2 separate regions of the Drosophila melanogaster genome follow, and region 2 is linked to region 1. The links are chromatin contacts, called in public Hi-C maps. All regions are on one chromosome and are shown on one strand. The core of a region is the stretch at or near the end of the contact, and the rest is flanking DNA. Distances in the headings are between cores, read along the strand shown. Region 1 holds the start of DCP2 (Decapping protein 2). Region 2 holds the start of beg (bad egg).

What was found. A called contact is a pair of places that touch in the nucleus more often than the background predicts.
Region 2: a contact with region 1 is called in a Hi-C map of the Kc167 cell line, with 4 times the contacts expected there. A contact is called at or near these places in 9 of 107 Hi-C or Micro-C datasets (the Kc167 cell line, the S2 cell line, brain and 3 more).

Annotation. Positions count from the first base shown.
Region 1 is chr3L:15,822,144-15,828,823 of dm6, forward strand. It overlaps DCP2 (Decapping protein 2), which reads right to left and starts at 4,280. Exons shown (of 5, transcript NM_001259847.2): 1 at 3,328-4,280; 2 at 1,104-1,846; 3 at 820-1,038; 4 at 1-665. The coding sequence starts at 3,436. dbo (diablo) reads left to right here and starts at 4,745. Exons shown (of 6, transcript NM_080250.3): 1 at 4,745-4,953; 2 at 5,803-5,908; 3 at 6,176-6,680. The coding sequence starts at 5,860.
Region 2 is chr3L:17,030,645-17,036,941 of dm6, forward strand. It overlaps beg (bad egg), which reads left to right and starts at 5,024. Exons shown (of 1, transcript NM_140693.3): 1 at 5,024-6,221. The coding sequence starts at 5,055. The coding sequence ends at 6,194. scaf6 (SR-related CTD associated factor 6) reads right to left here. Exons shown (of 12, transcript NM_001038939.2): 12 at 6,215-6,297. It overlaps Ilp8 (Insulin-like peptide 8), which reads right to left and starts at 1,436. Exons shown (of 3, transcript NM_140692.3): 1 at 1,242-1,436; 2 at 65-263. The coding sequence starts at 1,253. It overlaps lncRNA:CR45756 (long non-coding RNA:CR45756), which reads right to left and starts at 1,964. Exons shown (of 1, transcript NR_124963.1): 1 at 1,411-1,964. It also overlaps lncRNA:CR43250.

The DNA.
Region 1 (6,680 bases), core at 3,030-5,529:
GTACCTCCTACGACGGCGCCATTTGACGTCATTGGCGTTGCTATTGTAGTTGGCGTTGCCTGATTGCTGCCCGCAGCCGCATTTTGCTTATTGCGTTTCCCATTGCTATTGCATATGTTCATCGAGTTGATGGCAGCGGTGGCGGAGGCGGAAGCTGCCGATCCCGCTCCCGTTCCAACGGTCCCCTTGCCATTGAGATTATTCAATTTGACGCCATCCAAGTCGCCCATGGACTTGTGCCTCTGTCGTTGCGATTCATTTCGCACTCCTGTGACGTCCTTCTTGCAATTTCCGTTCATATTGGTGGGCGAGGCCGCTTTTGGCGATTGCTGACCAGAGAATTTGCGGCGACGCGGCTCGATTCCAGCCTTCCGATCGTTCACCCACTTCTTCAGGCGCTTCACAAACGGCATAATCATGAAGAAGGAGTTGGAGGTCTTGCCCAACTTGGCCTTTGATATGGCATCGTTCTTGTTCACCGGCAGCGCATCGATACGGAACCAGTCGCAGCACTTGATCTCGTTGCGAGTGCGGGGCGCGAACTGCGTGTCCATCGGTATGTTTCGCACCACGTACAGCCGCGTGTACTGGTAGTTGATGAACGCCTCGATGTAGTCGTTGGCATCGATTAGGTCCGTGATATCGAACCCGGTCTCCTCATAAACCTAAAAAATCACCGGAGATTAATAAATTTGTTTTCAAAGTCCATAAACCATGTAAAGTAATTCCATTTCACTTCTTTTTTTTTTTAACACCACATTGAATGCATTCATTTTTCACAATAATATTTTTTAGAATTCCAATATATTCCCGACTTGCCTCTCTCGTTGCACAATGGGCTGGGTCTTCGTTCTCATTGATCTTGCCCTTGGGAAATCCCCAGGAGTTGCGCGCGAAGTAGGACTGCACTAGCAAGCAGTGATTGTGATCCTCGGACACCAGAATAGCGCCATAAGTGGGCACCGATAGCTTGTAGTTCTTCCACTCGTCCAGGATTTGATCCACGGTGCCAAAATGTTTGTTCAGGAAGGGAATGTGCTGGTGTAAGATTAATATTATCTATATAACTCAAAGAACATAAGCTATCAAAATCCGAAACTCACTTGGAACAACTGCATGGCAAACTGCTTGATGCCCACCGATGGCAGCTTTCGTTGCACGCACTTCGGGGTCTCGCCATCCTCGCCAGATTCGGGGGCACAAAAGAAATCCAAATAGAACCAATGGGCCAGTTCGATTTGGAAACACATACGTATTAGATTGTTTAGCTCCATGTCCGGAACATTGATTATAAATCGACTGGCCAGATCATCAAGTATATCGGACGGAATTTTCGATTTCTCTGGCAATTTATTGCTGGACGCCTTCGTGGTGCTTGCTCTTGGTGTTAATGCTGCTGATGTGACAACTTCACCTGCTCCCGTTGGCGCAGATGTGCCTGCAGCATCCTCCGATGATGAGCTGCCGTAGGAGGAGTTTGTCGATGTCGATGAGTGGGTCGATGATATGGATGAGTTTAGGCGTTGCTTCTGCTGCTGCTGTTGATGTGCCTGTTGTGCATATGGACGTTGCTGCTGCTGCGTCTGCTTCCTCCTTTCGATGGCAATTGGCGCTGTGGGCGTGGCGGTGAAAACAGCTCCAGTTTTTAGCAATTGGTTTAGTACATCATACTCGCTTTTAATGTCGAGGTTTCGTCGTTGTGGTTGCTGCTGCTGTTTTTGTTGCTCGTGTTGTTTGCTATTGCTATTGTCGCTGTGGTTGTTGTTCTTGCTGTGCTGGTTATTGTTATTGTTGATATTTAGCACTTTTTGTAAAGTCAGCGACGCGAGCAACGCTAGATTGTTGACTTGAAATAGAGAGGGGAAAAATTGATAGATAAGCACACGGCCCCAAGAAACTGATAGTAATGAAAACACAACGAGGTAATGAAACTACATAAACAGCTGAAAGATATACATTCATTTCACACATATGTAGTTTTAGATACAAGCAATACAAATTTAAAATTTATATCTATACCCTACCCTACGAGCTGTATATGTATTGAATCGTTGTTAATGCGTAGCAAACGTAATAGCTTTGGTAAACAATGCAAAGATAACTACGTTTTATAAATACTTTTATTGTTTCTATTTCTTGTCGAAGAAAATGTTTAATTAATTTGCGTGTTTAAAGCTTTAAAAGAAATATTTCTTCTTGATTAGCAAATGTTTGTGTTGTGTCCTAAGATAGTCTTTAATGGAAACTTTTTTAGATATATTTTCTGAAAGAAGTTACGTTATTTTGAATTCCCAGCAGTTTTACCTTTAATGGCAATCATCTTGATTCGATAAGCACCCTTTGTAAGAGCCTAAAAATAACCCTTTTCGACCATTGGTTGCCATGCTGTCTCGGAAACTAAGGCAAATGCTAGTGGAGCACCTTGAGGAATTGCTGAGTAATCGCAATCCCCTGGCCAATGATCTACGTACATTTCTGCGCTGCCAATTGCGCAACAACAAACAGCGAGACAAGCGGCAAAACCACTACTATTACTAGGCTATTGCCGTCGTACTCCGTTCGCTTGGCCTCTAAAAAAAACAATTGAAAGCAGAAAAAACACACGGGCAGTTCAGCGACCCCGTTGAAATGTGTTGCACCATGCACACGCACACTAGAGTTGGTGTGGGTGACTACTTGTGCAATGTGCACTGAGTGCTGCAGTACGACCCCGATAACGTAGACTGGTGGCATACAGTTGATTGGAAGTTGAGAAGAAAGTTTTGTCTTCAACATTAAGCGGAAAATTTTACCAATTCTACATTACGCATAACCCAACAACTAGTAACATTGTCTATTTTTGATTTGTGAATCTGATTCAAGGCCGCTGAAATTTTTATTTACTTTTTATCTTACCAGATAAAAAATTAGCCTAGTTCTTTAGTTTTTAGCTACGTGATATTAGCCTTAAAAATATACGATTATTAATGATGTAAACTAATTAAGGCAAAGAAACAAATGGATATATTTTGATTAAAGCCAAATACTTAAGTCCTTGTGTTTGTATTTATTTTTGTATGATTGCAATATTCTGACTATATTTTATATAGATTATGAATTGCTGGGTGGGAGATATTCTGATTGTCTAATTCGCTTTTGATTATAAAGGATTTTGAAACATAATAATCATATAATATGGATAGAACGTGAAGTTCTTTAACGAGAAAGTGTGACTCTTTCGAGCACGTACTACACTTTATGCTTTGTATTTACATATATTTTATTATTTTTATAGTTTATTATGAACCCACTGGAAGTGTACCGCTTATCATCTAGAGACCCGCCTACCGTTATCATCCTTGCTGCTACTGCCGACGCTAGCAGAGGCAGAGACGGCGGCAGAGGCAGAGGCTGTGACGACAGCGACGGCGTTATTGATCAGTGGTGCGATTTCCATAATATTTATTTAGATATCGGAGCTCCGTTTGTTTATGTAATACACTTTATTGGCTTTACTTTTTGTGTTTGTCTTTTTCGCAAAATATTTTTGTTTGTTTGTTAATTCACATTCGCGTCTCTCTCTGTCTGCACCAGTCTTTCGATACGCTTGTGTGTTTATGTGTGAGAGAGCGCAACTGTGTGTATGTGTGTGAGAGAGCGCAACTGTGTGTGGGTGTACGAATGTGAGTATGTGTGTGTAAGCGTTTTGTCACGTATTTTTACAACGGCGTTGCTTTTGTAGTAAATATGGCTGCCAAGTTTCGAAAATTTCTGCAATCGTCCGCTTTTGTCGCACGAATTTAAATTTCCAATGCAATTTTTGTACTTGTACTCTAGTTATTCCATCGGTTGCATTACATCCTTTTGCTATTGTTCTCTCGATTTTCGCTCTCTTTCCCTCAACATGTTTTGCATTTGCATTTAATTCTGTTGTTGCTATTGCTGTTTTTGTTGCTGTGTCGTCGTTTTTGTTATTGCTATAGTCGTTGTCGTTTTTGTTGTTTGTGTTCCACTCCATCCACAAAATAATTGAGTGCGCTCCACTTTGGTGCGAGGGAGACGGAAAATTCTTCGCACGCACACAGTCTCACGTTTTTCCGTTTTCTTTTCTCGCCCAGTTCACGTACTTTCCACTTTCCAATCTCAAATTATTATTTGCTCACCGAACTTTTTCGCGATCTAAATTGCCTTTATTTACACGTTGCACTTAAAATTAGCTACTATTTTGCACTATTTAACGGGCTTTTCAACTGCTCAAAACTCGCCTTCCTCTTCAGCGTCGCGTATAGAAATAGTATGAAATAAAAAATACCAGCATGCTGCTCACTAAGATACCAAAATATACCGTTTCTTTAGCGACCAGGGAAGCCAAATACAGTTGGCTCTGTGATAAATGTACTCTTACAAAGCCTGTCTTACGTTATTTGCTTATTTTTTCGGGAATATTAAAAGACAGTTTACTAATGAAAATTTTAAGAGATTATTATAATGATTTCAATAATTCACAGTTAGATTCCCTTCCGTTGCACTTACTTGTAGTTGTATACAAATAGTGTTTATTTTATTTTTAATTATTTAAAAATATGTGATCTCTTATTTTAATTTCGAAAAAAAATGTGAAGAGATATTTCAAACAGATCTCCTTAAAATTAGCTTACGTTTACGATTTAATAACAATATCGATATAACGAAATGTCCACCAAAGTATCACAATATAAATAAGTGTATTCTCAAAAATATCGATACACTGATATTGTTATGCATTTCTCACATCTCTATCGCCATACCAATCGTTTCGTGTTTCGACTTTTCCAGGCCAACCAAAAAACGATTTTTCCGTACTGAAAAGTGCAATTCGCGCAAGGAAAATCTTCGATGTGGTCCTTTTAAGCCATCAAGATTGCATTTTCGAAATTTTCCGCCTGCAGCTGGCCCTGGACGTGCTTTGTATCCGTAGAGAACAGAGACGCAAAGGTTGGGACACCAACATATACATCGAAATCTAAACCAACATCATCCGCGTGTGTGTGTGTGTGGTGTGTGCTTGTGGGTGGACCAGGTTACCTTTCAGTTTTAAGGTGTTCCATGGAGTGAATGTTGTAAAAGCGATTGAACATATATCACATGAATAAAAGAGATTTCAGTTTTAATTAAATTAGGTTGAAGATAATTCCACAAGCATATTATTGAACTAGAGAACTGTTTATCTTAACCATCGATTAACTCAACCTGCCAATTTGTTTACCAATTAAAGTACATGTTTTAATTTTAAAACTTAGCTATTTTAAGATTCAAAACAGAAGTTTCAAGTAACGATCTTTTAGCTTAAAGTTTCTAAATATTTAAGGATTATTAATATTTATTTTATATCATTTATACGAATGGTGGATTGTTAAACTTAACGTGTTGAATGAATACCTTAAATAACACTCGTATTAGTGTTAAGATGTTTCTTTAGTCGAAAGGTCCACCTTAGTATCCGCAGATCCGAAGTTGTGAATGTGTGCGTGTTACACAGCATGTCTGTGTGTGGGTGGTGCAAAAGGGCGGAGGACAAGAAAAATAAATCAGAATTTCCACATCCAGTGCCCAGAATATGAATTATTTGCATCAAAAATGTACAATTACTTAATTTATTAAGTAAACAGTCGCTTCAAGAAGATATTAAACGAAGCACAATGTCCTTGTAAATTGATTAGTTACTTACTTACTTATAATCGAGTTCAATGCCGCCCTTCTACGCCCTACCTACGCATTGATTTAATTTACTTTGACTTGACCATTAATCACTATTCTACTATATACTACCATTTCTGCCCACAGATAGACGCCGTGTGGGGTTGGGTTGCTTCCGGCCCGCTGCGCTTAGCAGCGAACAGAATGGGCGACCTGCCGGGCTCGGGCTCCACCGCTCAACCACGGGATGCTGGTAAGGATTTGATAGGAGCTTGGTTTGGAATTGGGAAGAGAGCAAGCCAGGGGCAACCTGTGTGCCTCATGTGACTTTAAATACTTCATATTTGTTCGTAAGACTATGATCTTTCAGCTAAAAAATACTATTAGAAAAGGTTTTTCCTTCATAAAAAAGTATTTGAACTCTCATTCACAATTCCAATTAATCGGTACCATTAAGTTTATTTGTACTATTCCAAACATATGGTATTTTTATACTCAAAATCATTATGTATGCCAACAGCTGTCACCGGTACCGGTGGTAATTCCACGGCTGGTGGCGGCTCCTCCGTTGGATCTACGGCAGTGGACCGACCTCCGTCGCCCGCCCGCCTCTCTCACACGTCCGAGAAACATCCGAAGGTCACGCTCACTGAACTAAATATGCTACGGCGCCATCGGGAGCTCTGCGATGTGGTGCTCAACGTGGGCGGACGGAAGATCTTTGCCCACCGGGTAATCCTGTCCGCCTGCAGCTCCTACTTCTGTGCCATGTTCACTGGCGAATTGGAGGAATCGCGCCAGACTGAGGTCACCATACGCGACATCGATGAGAATGCCATGGAGCTGCTCATCGACTTTTGTTACACCGCCCACATAATCGTCGAGGAGTCGAATGTCCAGACCCTCCTTCCCGCCGCCTGCCTGCTTCAACTGGTTGAGATTCAGGACATCTGCTGCGAGTTCCTCAAACGGCAATTGGATCCCACCAACTGCCTGGGCATACGCGCCTTTGCCGACACACACTC
Region 2 (6,297 bases), core at 3,774-6,273, 1.2 Mb after region 1:
AAACATTTTTTTTCCTAGTGCCACACTATGCTCTAAAATCTAAGATCTAGATCTAGATACTTACATCCAAGTCGATTCAGATGGTGGTGCGCGAACTCGATGGACCTTCTGTCGCGGCGGGCACCCTCGTCCGCCTGAAAGAGGTGCTCGCACGCCTCCATCGCGAACTTCTTCATCCGCTCCAGGGAGCAGAAGCTGCCCGACGAGCTGCCCATCAGGCAACAGACTCCGATGACCAGCAGCATCCAGCGGCACATATGCAACTGCAATGGAGGAGCGGGCGAAACAACAAGTGAGTATGAGTATATTCCAAATTAAACACCCAACCGGCCTCCGGCTCCTAATTATAAATCGCTGACGTTCAGAATTTATCGCATAAGTGTTACAACGATCCTCTAACCGGCTGCACTCTGCCCTGCTTTGGCATTTCAATGTGAATCTGGATCGCCGCTCTGGACACATCTGGATTAACCACTTCGGATGACGACAGCCGGGTGTCGGGATGCCGGGATGTCTGGATGACGTCGCCGACTCCCACGCACCGGAGTATGCCGCCCATTAACTGGGTCAATATCGCATCAAGATCGAAACATAAACTGGAGCGCATTTGCAAGTCGACGCGGCCAAATGGTGAATTTTAATTGCCGCTTTTAATGACCGAAACTTCCCCGACATTACGGCGATCTGGAGCTGAAGTGGAAATTATGTAATGCGCCCCGCAGGTAGGCATTTCCGCATTTTGCATTTCGCATTTCGTATATCGCACCTTGCGGTGACACTCCAGTCTGTTTAGCACTCCAGTCCGCCATATGAATCCGATTCGGAATCGATGCGGGCATTATGCTCTTGCCCGCGGAGAACAAAAGCGCATTTGTTTATATTGGATATTGATATTTTTAGCTGACAGCCTGTTAATTGCACACACCCACTTTTTTTGTGGCGCGAAGCTAATTTAAGTAATTAAAGTGGAGTGTTCTTAGAAGACAGTTATTTGTTTGGAAAATTTCTGGACTCAATTTGGAAAAGTCCACCTTGTACTGGAAATGTTTAAGTTCAGTACAATGATTTCAAGGAATGCATAATTTGGTGTATGAAATCATTCTGAGAACTGAATGTTTGATGTTTAATGCTTTGGTGCTGAGCAACTAACCAACTATAATGCTAAAGAGCTACACGAATTAGTTATGCTAGTGTAATAGTTAAAAAACAAAAATAAGAGTTTAACTTCAACTCGAACTCACCTTTGAACTCATTTTAGTGGCGTTCTAGGATCACAATTCTCAATAGATCAATAGATCAGTAGGCACGTCGATCACCTTTCTGGCTGCAACACTACGTATACGTGTTTTCTTTTGGCGGGCAAACTTGCTGCAGAGCTAACTTGCTGAATGGTTAACCCGTCCGTCCGATCGACGTTACCTGATAATCACGAGCGGCGAGCGCACAATGAGCTTTCGTTGCCGACGTAGCCAAGCTTTTATACGCGCCTCAAAAATCGAGGATCGGCGCTTCGGATCGGCTCAGTTTGCCGCTCAGACAGCCGCTCTTCACTTTTCAATGGGAATGGGCGATGGGGGTGAGAGAGAGAGAGAGAGAGAGAGCAGATTTCGGGATTTGTAATTCTTCGGTTTCGGTTTCGGGTATGGAGTATGGGGTATGGGTTATGGGGTTCGGTCTCGGCTTTTTGGGGATCGGGATCCGCTCGCAGGAGTTTTGCGTAAGCGGCAGGGCGCGCCGAGCATTCAGAAATATACATTTTTTTTTATCAATGGGCCTCGGAACGGACGTCAGACCAGAAGAGTTGGCATTTATAGTTTCATGGCGCCGCCGTTTCGATCTTAAACGAATTTCAACATAAATGGACTCGGCGGACTCACTGAGTCACAGTCACATGCTGCTGGACTTGCTGCTGCTCTTGATAAAGCCGAGGCGAATACTGTTAGCTGGAACAGTCTAAAAACACTCTTATCAGCGCACCTTGGCAATGTAATAAGGTAGTAATAGCTACTGGTGATTTGACGGCCGATGGTGGCAGTGAAAGTGAAAACTTGGACCTTGTTGCCGGGGCTTTTCCAACCAGGGCAACGCACTTCTTGATAGCCGTGCATGCTTCTCTAATATGATTGCTTATTTATGTGGATCCATAAACAAGTTGAACAGACCCATAAAACCATTCAAATATTGTGTGTAGAATTTGAAGAACTGTAAAATTGAAATTGTTGACTGGCGTTTCCCATTGAAAGTCGAGAAAAACAACAGTGATTAGCTTTAATGCGGTAATCATTTGTTAAATCATACTTTGTACCAGACTCACTCATCATTTAGCATGCTAAAAAATGATCCAAATGCCTTTACCATCTTTTTCAGTGGCAAAGTACTACTGTTTACTATAAGTAAAGAGTCTAGAATGACAGGTTCGTTGAGCAATGGAAAGCTAAGACATTTGAAAGCTTAAGAAATTTTTGCATTGAATAATATTCCAATGGACCTCATGGTGTTTTATTCAACCTGAAATTAAATGATAACATAACATTCTTAAAAAACTGGTTGCAGAAACCAATAAACAGTAAAGTTTAATGTTCATATAGGGGGCATTTCGTTCAAAGTCTAAAAAAATGAATTCATTAAAAAAAAAAAATTGTATTATGTTGTGAATAAAAAATGGAAGGCCAGCGAAATTGTTGTTAAACATTCAGATTTATATAGAAATAATATATAAAGTTACCGCACATTTGCTGATGTACTATGTATTGTATTTCCAAAGGTTTCTATCTCTACGATTGCTGCTTTTCGTATGATAGCAGGGTTCTGTGAAAAAGCGAAAGTGTAGAACTTTCACTGTCGTTTCTGTTCGGCTCTGCCTCTGTCTCTTTCGGTATCGGGCTCGCCCTCTCTTTCGCTCACCCTGTTGCAGCATCATTTGGGGTGGAGCACTTAACGGTTGTTCTGGATCGGGCGTCATCATCGTGCGTTCTTATTTTATCAGATCGTTTGTGTTACGTTCTTTTTCGGATATTTTTAGCCGCTCTCTCGGTCAATGCACACTTTCGGCCGACTTTTTATGGGTTCAGATTGTTACGTTTCTGATTCCGATTCCGATTCGGTTCGGATTTGGTTTCGGTTTCGTTTCCACATTCGTTTTGGTTATGCTGTTTTCTTTTTTTTTGCCACTTGCTTTTCGCTTTCGTTGCATTCCCGCATGCGGAAATGTTAGCCGGCCCTCGTGGCGTATGCGCAATGCTGCTGCGCAGTTGCATTTTCTCCCGCATTTCGCACGTATCCTTCGGAATGTGCATTCTCGCGCTCGTCGATCCGATCGGCAACGCATAACGGTAACGGGCACGTTCTGGGAACACCGACTTGGGTTCGGAATGTGTGCGCTGGCCGTTGTGGTTCGGTGGAACTCTTGCTGGTATGCGGCATTAATTGGTTCGCCACGGGCACTCTCATTCATAAATACAATTTCACAACCTGATCTAAAGAATCGCGCCACTTGCGCCATGTCAACGATCTCCGTCGAATGCCCCTACCTGGGCATCAAATTCACGACTCATTATCAAAGAAAAAAAAAACAAAAAAAATTGGGCAGAAAGAAAAGAAAAAAAAAACAGCCGAAATACAACAGAACCCAACGGAGTATGAACCGCAAACAGGTTCTGCTTCTAATAGAATCGCCGGTCCATCGACGATCTGATATTCGTGCAGTCTAGACGAGCATTGGTACACATATCTGGTGGGTCCTTTCCTTGGCAACAAGAAAAGAGCTGGGAATGTCGCTCCGTCTTCTGGGAAGATCGCATCGGACCATGGGCGGATGGACAAGGGACACTGGCAGGACCGCTGGCAGAGCGTGTGAGCTAGTGTTTTTGTTTTGATGCCCGAGATGTGTTCCTTGAACTGAGGGCGAAAGTGGTGCGTCACGTCATCTCCGGTGTCTGACTTTGCCGGCGGCTTTGTCGTTCACCTTTGCCATCCCAATCACCATCCCCATCCTTCCCTATCCTCATCATCTTCCGCAGCCAATTCTTTCGGCCTGCCGGAGGGTTATTCTTTTGCCCTGGGTTCAAAAAACTCTGCGATTGCCTTGCTGGGATCGCATTTCAAATTAGAAACTCTTATTTCGGGGGTTCCGAATAGCACATGGCCAAAAAATACTCTTTTGTCTTGGCAGGGTTTTAATCTTATGTCTTTGAATTTAAACATATAAAGAGCTATTATTTCTTTAAATTTTCATAGATATTTAAGGTCTGACTTTAGAAAACGTAAATTATAGAATACAATGCAAATGAAACGAAAAGTCGTAACTTAGCTTCCAAATTTTCTTCAGAAAAATATTGTCATTATTAATATTCCCCTACCCAAGTACACTCGATGTACTCCCCTTACGTTAATGTTTCCCTCCATAAAATTTAATTATTGTCCACTAGGACAGATTTTAAATAATAAATAAAAGGCTACACCAAAAAAAAAAAAAATTATTAATATTTTAAAATAGTATCTTAAATGAAATGTTACTAAGCACAGTAACTTTGTTACTCTGTACTCAACTAAAAACTTGGCTCAGTTTCTATGTAGTCAGTGACTCATGAATAAACAACCAACATTATTTCGTCATGACCATCAACGACTAAATAAGAGCCTAGCAACATAAATCAAGTTTGGCTATAAATAGTGGAAAAAGACCGCAGACCATGACTAAGATGTCTGGGGAAATAAAATACCTGGGAATTTTGATCTTTTTACCAATTCCAATTGGCCATTGGATTTATTTAAAGTTAATAGTAAATACTTGAACCACTTAATAGCGTATATAGCATGTTGACTTTAATAATTAAGATTTACAATAAAGTGTCGATTATCACAATGCACTGAATGTTTTCCATTTCTTAAGATCATATTGTTTTTGAGCATAAGCCGCCAAAATTCAAAATACAATTGTACTAAAATCATCGAAGTACTAAAGCTATCGATGGCCGCATTACAGTTATCGATATGATCTACTTTTCTCTGCTCCAATCAGCTGTTATGTTATGCCGCGAACTCCTTCAACAAAAATGTTGGCCGCCCGCAGATTACTACGATCACCGCGGATTACCGGTGCCCTAAGCTGGTCCCGCTGGAGCAGCGATGCCGCGAAGGCCACAACAGAAACCTCCGCCCTTTTGCAGAACGCGGAGAAGCGGCAGCAACTGCTCAACGAGCTTTCTGAGCCGCTGGAACAGAAAGGCCGGCCCGCCATCGATCCCAAGGAAACAAGTGTGATGCTCTTTCCCGGTCAGGGCACCCAGTACGTGGGCATGGCCAAAGACCTGCTCCGGTTCCCGGGCGCCCGTCGCATCTTCGAGCTGGCCAACGAGGTGCTGAAATACGATCTGCTCAAGATCTGCCTGGAGGGACCACGTGAGAAACTGAATCGCACGGAGCACGCTCAGCTGGCTGTGATGGTATCCTCGCTGGCAGCACTGGAGCAGTTGCGTGAGGAGCGACCCAAGGCCATTGAAACGTGTGTAGCTGCCGCAGGCTTTAGTTTGGGCGAGATTACCGCATTGGTGTACGCGGATGCCCTGCCTTTCGACAAGGCATTGCGATTGGTGCAGGTGCGGGCCACCGCCATGCAGGCGGCATGTGACCAGGCAGCCGGAGCCATGGCGATGACTCTCTACGGACCGGATACCAATCTGGGAGAGGCCTGCGCTCGTGCGCAGCAATGGTGTCTGGACAAAGGAGTGGAGTCGCCCTACTGTGGCATCGCCAACTACATGTATCCGCACTGCAAGGTAGTGGCCGGCAACGTAGAGGCCCTGGAGTTCCTGGAACAAAATGCCAAGTCCTTCAAAATCCGGCGGATGAAGAGATTGGCTGTCAGTGGCGCCTTTCACACTCCTCTAATGCAAAGCGCCGTGGAGCCATTTACCAAAGCCCTGAAAACGGTGCGACTTCAGGACCCCGTCATTAGAGTGTACTCCAATGTGGATGGCAAACCCTATCGCCATGCCAAGCACATCCTAACGCAGCTGCCCAAGCAAATCGTGAGGCCCGTCAAGTGGGAGCAGACTCTCCACGAGATGTACGAGCGCAAGCAGGGCGTCGACTTTCCACGCACCTTCGAATGCGGTCCTGGCAAGGGCCTGGTCCAGGTCCTGGAAAAAGTAAATGCCAAGGCCGCTCAATCCAGCTTTAATGTTATAGCCTAATCTTGTATAAAAATTCAGTTCGCTTTTATAAAAATGTATATTTTCTGGGCTAAAGGAAACAAAAAACTGGGAAGTTATGACCGTTGGCAGATCCTAACTCTTG